Regions from separate parts of the Mus musculus genome. Here regions 2 and 3 are each linked to region 1. A link is a contact called in public HiChIP or PLAC-seq data. All regions are on one chromosome and are shown on one strand. Each heading gives the region's core, a stretch centred on a gene start, on an enhancer-like site or on the middle of the called end of the contact. The rest is flanking DNA. Distances are from core to core; before and after follow the strand shown.

What was found. HiChIP or PLAC-seq counts read pairs in DNA pulled down with a chosen protein or histone mark.
Region 2: a contact with region 1 is called in an H3K27ac HiChIP or PLAC-seq map of embryonic stem cells, with 5 times the contacts expected there. The contact joins two enhancer-like sites. A contact is called at or near these places in 3 of 39 promoter capture datasets (3T3-L1-derived adipocytes, cranial neural crest and liver), 1 of 484 Hi-C or Micro-C datasets (the G1E-ER4 cell line) and 6 of 115 datasets of contacts at active chromatin or transcription factors (embryonic stem cells, extraembryonic endoderm stem cells and trophoblast stem cells).
Region 3: a contact with region 1 is called in an H3K4me3 HiChIP or PLAC-seq map of embryonic stem cells, with 11 read pairs. The contact joins the promoter of Stx16 here to the enhancer-like site in region 1. A contact is called at or near these places in 5 of 39 promoter capture datasets (the 3T3-L1 cell line, cancer-associated fibroblasts, cranial neural crest and 2 more), 13 of 484 Hi-C or Micro-C datasets (the G1E-ER4 cell line, the N1E-115 cell line, adipose-derived mesenchymal stem cells and 7 more), 17 of 115 datasets of contacts at active chromatin or transcription factors (the NIH/3T3 cell line, bone marrow-derived macrophages, cardiomyocytes and 14 more) and 2 of 9 other capture datasets (embryonic stem cells and pancreatic islet).

The regions. Positions count from the first base shown.
Region 1 is chr2:173,769,521-173,772,292 of GRCm38.p6, forward strand. Vapb (vesicle-associated membrane protein, associated protein B and C) reads left to right here. Exons shown (of 6, transcript NM_019806.5): 3 at 2,001-2,104. Among named protein-coding and RNA genes, the nearest start is that of Vapb, 33 kb to the left of the region's middle. Within about 2 kb of position 1,356, at least 80 of the 459 cell types and tissues checked have an H3K27ac peak or open chromatin away from gene starts, as enhancers often do. A contact at or near this core is called in the N1E-115 cell line, adipose-derived mesenchymal stem cells, bone marrow-derived macrophages and 7 more, where this site is marked.
Region 2 is chr2:174,259,632-174,262,403 of GRCm38.p6, forward strand. No RefSeq gene overlaps it. Among named protein-coding and RNA genes, the nearest start is that of Mir296, 6.1 kb to the right of the region's middle. Within about 2 kb of position 1,445, at least 22 of the 459 cell types and tissues checked have an H3K27ac peak or open chromatin away from gene starts, as enhancers often do. A contact at or near this core is called in embryonic stem cells and trophoblast stem cells, where this site is marked.
Region 3 is chr2:174,075,616-174,078,387 of GRCm38.p6, forward strand. It overlaps Stx16 (syntaxin 16), which reads left to right and starts at 1,436. Exons shown (of 9, transcript NM_172675.4): 1 at 1,436-1,574. The coding sequence starts at 1,443.

The DNA of each region.
Region 1 (2,772 bases), core at 106-2,605:
CCTGCCTCCGCCTCTGCCTCCAGAGTGCGGGATTAAAGGTGTGGGCTACCAACTACAGGCAAATCGGACCCATAGTGTGGGAATGAATGTAAGCCTGGACTCAGCCAGGCAGGAACCCCTCCTAGCCTTTTATCTCCTCCTATCTAGGAAGGAGAAACTTCTCATGGGACAGACTGCAGAAGGCAGGCCTGATATCCTTTGATACACAGTAGCAGGAGCTGTGGGGCAGACCTTTGGGTTTGTGTGTGTGTGTGTGTGTGTGTGTGTGTGTGCGTGCGTGCGTGTGCCTGTGTGTGTGTGTGTGTGTGTGTGCGTGTGTGCGTGCCTGTGTGTGTGTGCGTGCGTGCGTGTGCCTGTGTGTGTGTGTGTGTGCGTGTGTGCGTGCCTGTGTGTGTGTGCGTGTGTGCGTGCCTGTGTGTGTGTGTGTGTGTGTGTGTGCGCGCGTGCCTGTGTGTGTGTGTGTGTGTGTGTGTGCGTGCCTGTGTGTGTGTGCATGCGTGCCTGTGTGTGTGTGTGTGTGTGTGTGTGCGCGCGCGTGCCTGTGTGTGTGTGTGTGTGTGTGCGTGCCTCTGTGTGTGTGTGCGTGCCTATGTGTGTGTGTGCGTGTGTGTGTGTGTGTGTGTGTGCGCACGCGTACGTGTGTGCGTGCCTGTGTGTGTGTGTGTGCGCGCGCGTGCGCGTGTGTGCGTGCCTGTGTGTGTGTGTGTGTGTGTGTGCGCGCGTGCCTGTGTGTGTGTGTGTGTGTGTGCGTGTGTGCGTGCCTGTGTGTGTGCGTGCGTGTGTGCGTGCCTGTGTGTGTGTGTGTGCGTGTGTGCGTGCCTGTGTGTGTGTGTGTGCGTGTGTGCGTGCCTGTGTGTGTGTGTGCGTGTGTGCGTGCCTGTGTGTGTGCGTGCGTGTGTGCGTGCCTGTGTGTGTGTGTGTGCGTGTGTGCGTGCCTGTGTGTGCGTGTGTGCGTGCCTGTGTGTGTGTGTGCGTGTGTGCGTGCCTGTGTGTGTGCGCGCGTGTGCATGCATTTGTGGACTAAGGAAACTGGGTTCTATTTCAGGTTTTTCTGTTTTTTATTTTGCTGTTGTTGTTGTTTTAATCAGAAAAATAGACAGCAGAATAATGCCCTCCTCCCACAGCAGCGCCTGCTTCTTCGGATGGAGTGGGGTAATGGCAGTCTGAAGAGCAGGAGCCTAGGTTCTGGTTGGAGATGCAAGGCCCACACTGACTCTGAGGTGCCCCCTGATTGTGAACTTAGGTTTCAGGGAAGGCCACTAGGGGCAAAGCTTATTAAAGCTGTGCAGCAGAGAGAGTATAGCAGCCCTCCTATAACTGGGCCTGGCTGAGTCATGGGGAAACAGGTCCGAGGAAGTGAATCAGAATACAAGACTCCCTCAGTACAGCGGGGTGCCTTGGGTGAGCTCCCTCTGGGTTCTGGGTGGGGGTAGGGCAGGAGTTGGAATTGCTTTTCCTGCTGTGGCAAATCCAGCTTTTATGCCGTCTCCAGAATTCTATTGGCAAAATCATATTTCAAGCCTTACCTTGATGAGCTGCGTGGGAAATGGGGTGGAGAGAAGTGAAAACCATCCTGAAATGATTTGAGTTATTCTGTTTTCTTTCTCGAAAAGATCATTTGGCAATGTTTCCTTGAGAAAAATAGGACTTTGGTGTTTCTCCCATTTTATGTCTTCAGCGAGAGCTGTGAGATAGGTGAGGGTGGCTCTGTGTGAGCGCACAATCTTTGTATCAGAAATCAGGCACCCAAGTTCCAGACCCACCTACAGCTCAGCTGGCACCTGCTGTGAGGCTGGGACAGGCCCCAGTTTTTCTGGCCTTAACTGCTGACCTGAAAGATGGGGGTTGGGGAAGTTGTACATCTCTGCTGGCCACGGCCTTCCTCAGGGTCCAGATGGGAGAGCTGGGGAGCTGTTTTCCTCCACAGTGTAAGACCTAGCGTGACAAACGACTCCGATAACCACATTGTGACCCTCCTAATGAAATATTTTCTTTCTCAGTGATGTTACAGCCTTTCGATTATGATCCCAATGAGAAAAGTAAACACAAGTTTATGGTTCAGTCTATGTTTGCTCCGCCTGACACTTCTGATATGGAGGCAGTAGTAAGTACGAACACTTCTTCTTCTCTCCAGCCCGCTAGGGCAGCCATGGCGGGTGCTGTTAGGGAGGTGTACACTCAGGCCCCTGTACCACTTTCCCAACTTTGATGAATAGCTTTAACATTTTACATGGCTGTTCTTTTCTGACTCGATGAACTGAACTTGCTTCAATTCTCTGCTCTTGTGGACCTTCTCCTCCCTCTCCTGCACCACAGCGGCGTGCTCTATCCTGAGTGGATGCTTCTGGCCTGTCTCCAGCCCTCATGCCCGGAAGGGTTTGCCTAACATTAAATGCCCCTCCCCTCCCCCCCAGTGATACTGCCCGCTGTTGCTTTCCTCTGCGGAGCGGAAGTAGCTCTGGTCAGCTTTGTTCTTCCCTCTTTACTGAGGACGGAGCTTGGGTCTTGTTCACACTAAGCATCTGCTCTGTCTCTGAACAGGCCCTGCTTCTTTGTTCTTTAATTGCCTTCATTTTTATCCCTCCTTCCTCATGTAAGTACATGTTTAACAGTGTCCCTAATTTTGGTAAAATTAAGATGCCTTCGTTTTTTATAAATAAGCAGGATTTTATGGTATTGATTTTTCCAGAAGAAGGGGCATTAGAACGGCAATTCTCCCCAAAGGTGGCTCTTACCTACTCCAGGAGACAGGACCTGGGGCCAGCACATGCG
Region 2 (2,772 bases), core at 195-2,694, 490 kb after region 1:
GAGCTGCGTACCCCCTGACTGGGTTCTGTATGAATTATGGATTTTTAAAAAGACAGGAAGGGAGGTGAGATATTGAATTTCCCAAACTGGTTTTATCTTACTCAATTTAAAGTTCATCTTCTTGTTCCGATTTAGGCTGTGGCGTGAAAAGTGGCCCCGCAGCATCTCTCCTGGTCTTCTCGCAATTAGTTGGTGGATGTGCGCAATCCTAGGAAACAAGGGGTTTGTTTTTCTGTGTTCAGTGGCTCCTGTCTATGGCTCCCATCGGCCCTGTCAGTGTTTGCAGGAATAACCAGAGTTCTAGACTTAGGCTTTGATGGGGCTTAACAGGGCTTTTCAGACCACCAAGAGGCTCACATTTGGGTGCAGGGCTGTTTCCAAGGGGGCAGACACAAATGGAAGATTTTTAAAGACAGAGAAACACAGGCAGTGACTCAGAAATGCAGCAAGCAGGATCCTGACATGGGGGACTGTCATCTTTATGAAGTCTTTTTTCTGAAACATCAGGCAGGCTGGAGCCGAGGGGTCTGTACCAGCTGTGACCTTGGGCGCCCCCACAGGACATTTGCCCTTAAATCTGGAGACATTTTAGGTTTCTCACTCTTGCTGGGGTGGATGGGGGTTGGGAGTGCTATTAGCATCTAATGGGAAGCCAGGCCAAGGACACTGCTAAGCATCTCACTAGCCCAGCAACGGTCTCTACAATTAAGAATGATCTCACCTAAATGGTCAGTGGCTCTCTGTATAGAAATCCAGCCCTAGCCCAATTCTGAGATAAAAATCAAAATTATGCAGGAACTGATAGCTACCTTGGAGCATTGGAAATATCTTCTCCACATTTCCTAAGGGCTGGGAGGATGCTGGGTGTATCCTGTGTCCGTCACTAGTCAGGTAGCTGGCACAGATGGACCCTCCCTGAGTCTCCCTGATTTCTATGCTACAAAGCACACACACAATTTCAGAGGGGAAATGCACGAGAGAGAGAGAGAGAGAGAGAGAGAGAGAGAGAGAGAGAGAGAGAGAGAGAGAGAGAGAGAGAAAGAGCTCAGAGAGCTTCCCAGGATAATGTTACTCCGTATTCCTATAGGCACTCACCCTCACCTTTTCGGTGCACACATTTTCCAGATAGCTGTTCCTGACAGCTAGTTAGTGAGGGGCCTGGGTCAGAATCGATAAGTCCTAAAGCCCTTTTTCATTTTTGCAAAATGAAAACAGCTCTTCTTTTTCTGATTATAAAAATGATACATGCACATTCTTTCTTTAAAAATTCCAACCGTACAGGAAACCATGAGAAAGAGACATGAAAAGAAATCTTCCTTACAGCAGGAGATAAACAAGTGGAGACATCTTGGTACTTATCTTGCTAGCTCTCTCTCTCTGTGTGGTGTGGGCTTGTATTTATTCTCCTGAAATCCTGGGTTGCCTGTGGGGCCAGAGGGGTCGGGAGGGGGTGGGGTGGTGACTCTGTTCTCAACAGTTGATGTGCCATGGCTGAGTAGTCCTTTAGGGTGTTTGTCCAGTCCTTTGCAAGATATTGAACAGTCTCCTTAACTCCTCCAGGGAACCAGGCTCAACTGTGACAACTAAAAGCTGTCTCTAGATATTGCCACACGTTCTTTGGGAAGAGCAAAATTACCCCAGAACCAGAAAAAGGTCTAAGTTCCAAGTTGTTGTTGTTGGGGTTATTTCGTTGTTGTTTTGTTTTGTTTTTTTCCTTTCTTCTTTTCAATTCTTTCAGACAGATGGAAGAGGCTAGCCTCAAACTCTGAATTTTGCCTGCATCTGCTTCCTAAGTGCTGGAATTAAGGGTGTGTGTATGCCTGCAAGTGCGTGCCCCACCATGCCCCCACTACCCTTTGCATTTCAATATGGAAGATTAGCCAAGAGCTTTAAGTACATTGTCTTTCCTCAGCCTCAGTTTCCAGCCCTACAAAGGGGGAAGGAGACTGATCAAAGAATGCCTGCCTGTACAATAGACTGCTGATAGCATCCCAGGATGCTTTGTGGGGGTGGGGGCAGGGGTGGGGAAGGGAAGGGAGGAGAAAGCCTTAGGGTGTTTCAACCTTTCAGCCCAGGTCAGTGAGGAGTGCTGGGCTGTTTGAGGTTTGGTTTTAATTGAATTCTTTGGGAAACAGAAGTAAAGAAAGTCTGCTTTAATCCTGTAGGCTAAGATTGGGATGGAGGTAGAGGGGGAGATTGTTTGTTTGTTTGTTTTTTGTTTTGTTTTTATTCCATATAAACCTTGCCATCTTTTGAGCTTCAGATATTTTAGAACAGGGGTGAAAAAAAAAAGAGAGACAAATTCGTGAGACCTGTTGGAGAGCTGAAAAACAACAGGGGATGGGAGAGGTGAGTCACAGGCTGATTTTATTGGATTTTCACGAAGGAAGCCAAGTTTTTCAACTGCTGCTGGAAAAAGAGGGGCCCTGGAAGCCTCTCTTTCTGGCCCCTTTCGCAGCCTGCCCCCATCTCCACACATACCCCATTGCACCCTTGGGTGGCTCTGGGAAGCTTTCTGACCTAACAGTTGTGTTGGGTAGTGGTGGTGGTGGCGGCGTGCGTGTGTGTGTGTGTGTGTGTGTGTGTGTGTTTTCCATGAGAAGAAACAATCCCTTCCCTGGTCCCAAAGGACAAACCTAGAGAGTGACCCCTCAGCAGGCCATAGCCCCATTTCCTTGTCCATGGCATAATGATGCCCTAATCCTCCTAAGATGTCAGAGTCCCCCTTGACCCATGTTCCCCAGGGACCTACAAGCCCTGAAAGTCTGTCTC
Region 3 (2,772 bases), core at 186-2,685, 310 kb after region 1:
CCTCAACACAAAGTACTTTTTGGGGGAGTGGGGCTGAGGGGTTGTCTCTAAGTTTAGGAACCTTTCCCACTTGGGCACAACATTGTAGTGCCCAAGTGTAGATGCCTGACCACTCTTTATTGCCCACAGTAAGGCCAGCAAGGCCTAGCGCCCAAGCTTTTTTTATTATTATTTTTTTCTTTTTTCCCTGGCCTGGTTGTTTTTCGGATACTTTTTTTTTTCTCACAGTTTAAAGAAAAAAAATAAAAAAATAAAAAGGTAAGGCCATCTCAGCAGCGCCAGGCGCCTGCAGTGGAGCGTGCCTGGCCTGCAGAGGCAGACTTCTTCCACTTTTCCTCCGCCCCCGCGCAGGACTAGGCTCTGCAAGAGCCACGTTTCCACATTTCTGCCTGCCTGACAATCCTACTAGAAGTTTACAATTGCCTGGACCCCAGTGGTGGTCTTCGGCTCCAGGGCCAAGGTTTTGAAGCCGTTTTTTGGGGCCAGGACGCCTGCCCCAGAGTCTGTACACTCTTAGGAAAAGGGGAAGAAGGCGCCCCGGGAACTGTCCCAGAGAGGGCGGAGCACTCCCATCCCGGGGCAGGGCAATAAGGGAGCTCCCGCTCCCGGAACGTTGCAAGCAATCTCATGAATGTCGCAGGGGGGCACCCGCGAGGAACGGACAGGAAGAGGGCCGGGGGAATGCTAGAGCCCGGGACCACTGCACGGAAGCGGCCTTGGGCAGGGTTGCAGCCTGATCCCGGGATGGAGGGTGCCGGTGAAGAGGAGTGAGGAGGCTGGGGGAGGCAGGCCGTGAGGTCCTCGTGGAGGCCCGCAGCCTCCTGGCAGTGGAGAAGCAGGCCGCACAGGAAAGAGAGGGGTCAGGTCGGGCTGAGCCTCAGTAGGCTCAGGCGACTATATGGGAGCTGTAGACGCTCCTTTGTCGTTGTGGGCTCGGCCTGTTTGGAGCAGGCCTTTTGTGAGGAGAGTTAACCCAAACTCGGAGTTAGAGCCACATGCCGGGCACGCAGGCGCTCTGAGTTAGGGTTAGGGCGCCAGCACCTTTGGGGAGGTCTTAGGAAGTGAGTGGGTAGGGGTCTCTCCCATCCCCGAGCCGGATTGGCGCGTCAGGCGCTTGTGGATCCGAGCTGGGATTGGGGAGGGGTCTCCAGGACGTTTGATTTCGACGCTAGGATTGGGGGGATTCGAGTGCTTTGAGATCCGAGCCAGCCTTGGGGTAGGGGGAGTCAGGCAGTTGGAAAAGGCGAGGTGGTTATTTGGGGAGGGGTCTCCGCGCTTAGGCGGATTGCAAAATCGCGCCGTGAAAAGCCTAAGGCTTTGTCAAGAGAGATTTCTGTGCAAGAGTGGAATCAGCTAGGCCAGACCAAGAGAGAAAGTGAACAAATCAGGACTACAAGGGGGGGTGGGAGACCCTGAGAGGGGGGGTCACAAAGGGGGAGACAATGGCCACCAGGCGTTTAACCGACGCTTTCTTGTTGTTGCGGAATAATTCCATCCAAACCCGGCAGCTGTTAGCCGAGCAAGTGAGTAGTCACACCACCTCCAGCCCTCTGCATTCACGTAGCATTGCTGCGGTGAGTCTTCCTGGCGGCCTCTCCAGACACACACACCGTGTGCACTGCGGCTCTGCCTGTCTGTCTGTCTCTTGTCTGTCTCTCTGTCTAAAAAGAAAAAAAAAAAAGAAAAAAAGAACAACAACAATAACAAGGCGACGACGACTAGGAGTGTGATACAGAAGGAAGTGGAGCACGGCCATGGCTTATGGGGCACTTGCAACCCCCAATGGGGACCACAGTATCAACCCCTGCCCTGCCTTCTCACTTCCTGGGCCTCCTGGTCCTCCTCCCCCACCATCCGTCGGGCAGCCTCGATTTACATATGTTTTAACACGAGGACTTGGAACCTAGGCCTTTCTCCAACCTTCTTTTTGTTTTGTTCTGTTCTGTTTGGCACTCCCCCCCCCCCCCCCTGCAATGGCCTCACTTTGGTTCTGTGGGCCAGGTGGGTGGTTAGCTGACTCAAATCCTTGCAGACCCCCCCCCCCCAGGAAGGAGTGTGTGTGTGTGTGTGTGTGTGTGTGTGTGTGTGTGTGGTCTGCTCAGCTCAGCTCATTTTCTTTCCCACTATTTTTCTTCCAATGGCCCTAGTTCTCGGTGTGGCCATGTACACTAGGAGTAATTGCTTTGCTGCCCCCCCCCCCCGCCCTCCCCCCTCCGAGGACTCATGTTGGTGAGATTGCAAGGTGCTAGGCGCTTCATTTTCCATTTCCCACACAGGAAATTAAGCTTCTCCATTCGAACTTTTTTTTAAAAAAACAAAACAAAACAAAAAAAGGAACCAACATGATGCGGATGTGAAAATTAATCCCCCAAAATAGCACATGGCTTTTGATTTTATTGACCAGAACTTCACTTCGCCTAGCAGTGTAGGGTTTTGTTATTGTTGTTGTTCTTTTTCAAAGCAATGTTCCAGTATGATTGCTGTATTTGGTTTGTTTTTGATGGAGGCTTTGGCTTCCAGAGCCTCAGTTTCCTGCTCTCTCAGATAGGGGGCGGGTCTGAATGGTGCAGCCAGATGAATATTGTTAGCTTTGTAATAATACCTTTAATTGAAAAGGGAAGGTTTGAATGGAAGCAGCCTTGAAACATGGGGGAATGCACGGTCACCCCACGACCTTAGGGGCTGCATTTGAAACATAGTTCGTGAAACGCTGCAGCTTTCCCGCCTTTTAAACAGTTGCCTTTTAATTTTTTCCTTTTATCATTTATGGAA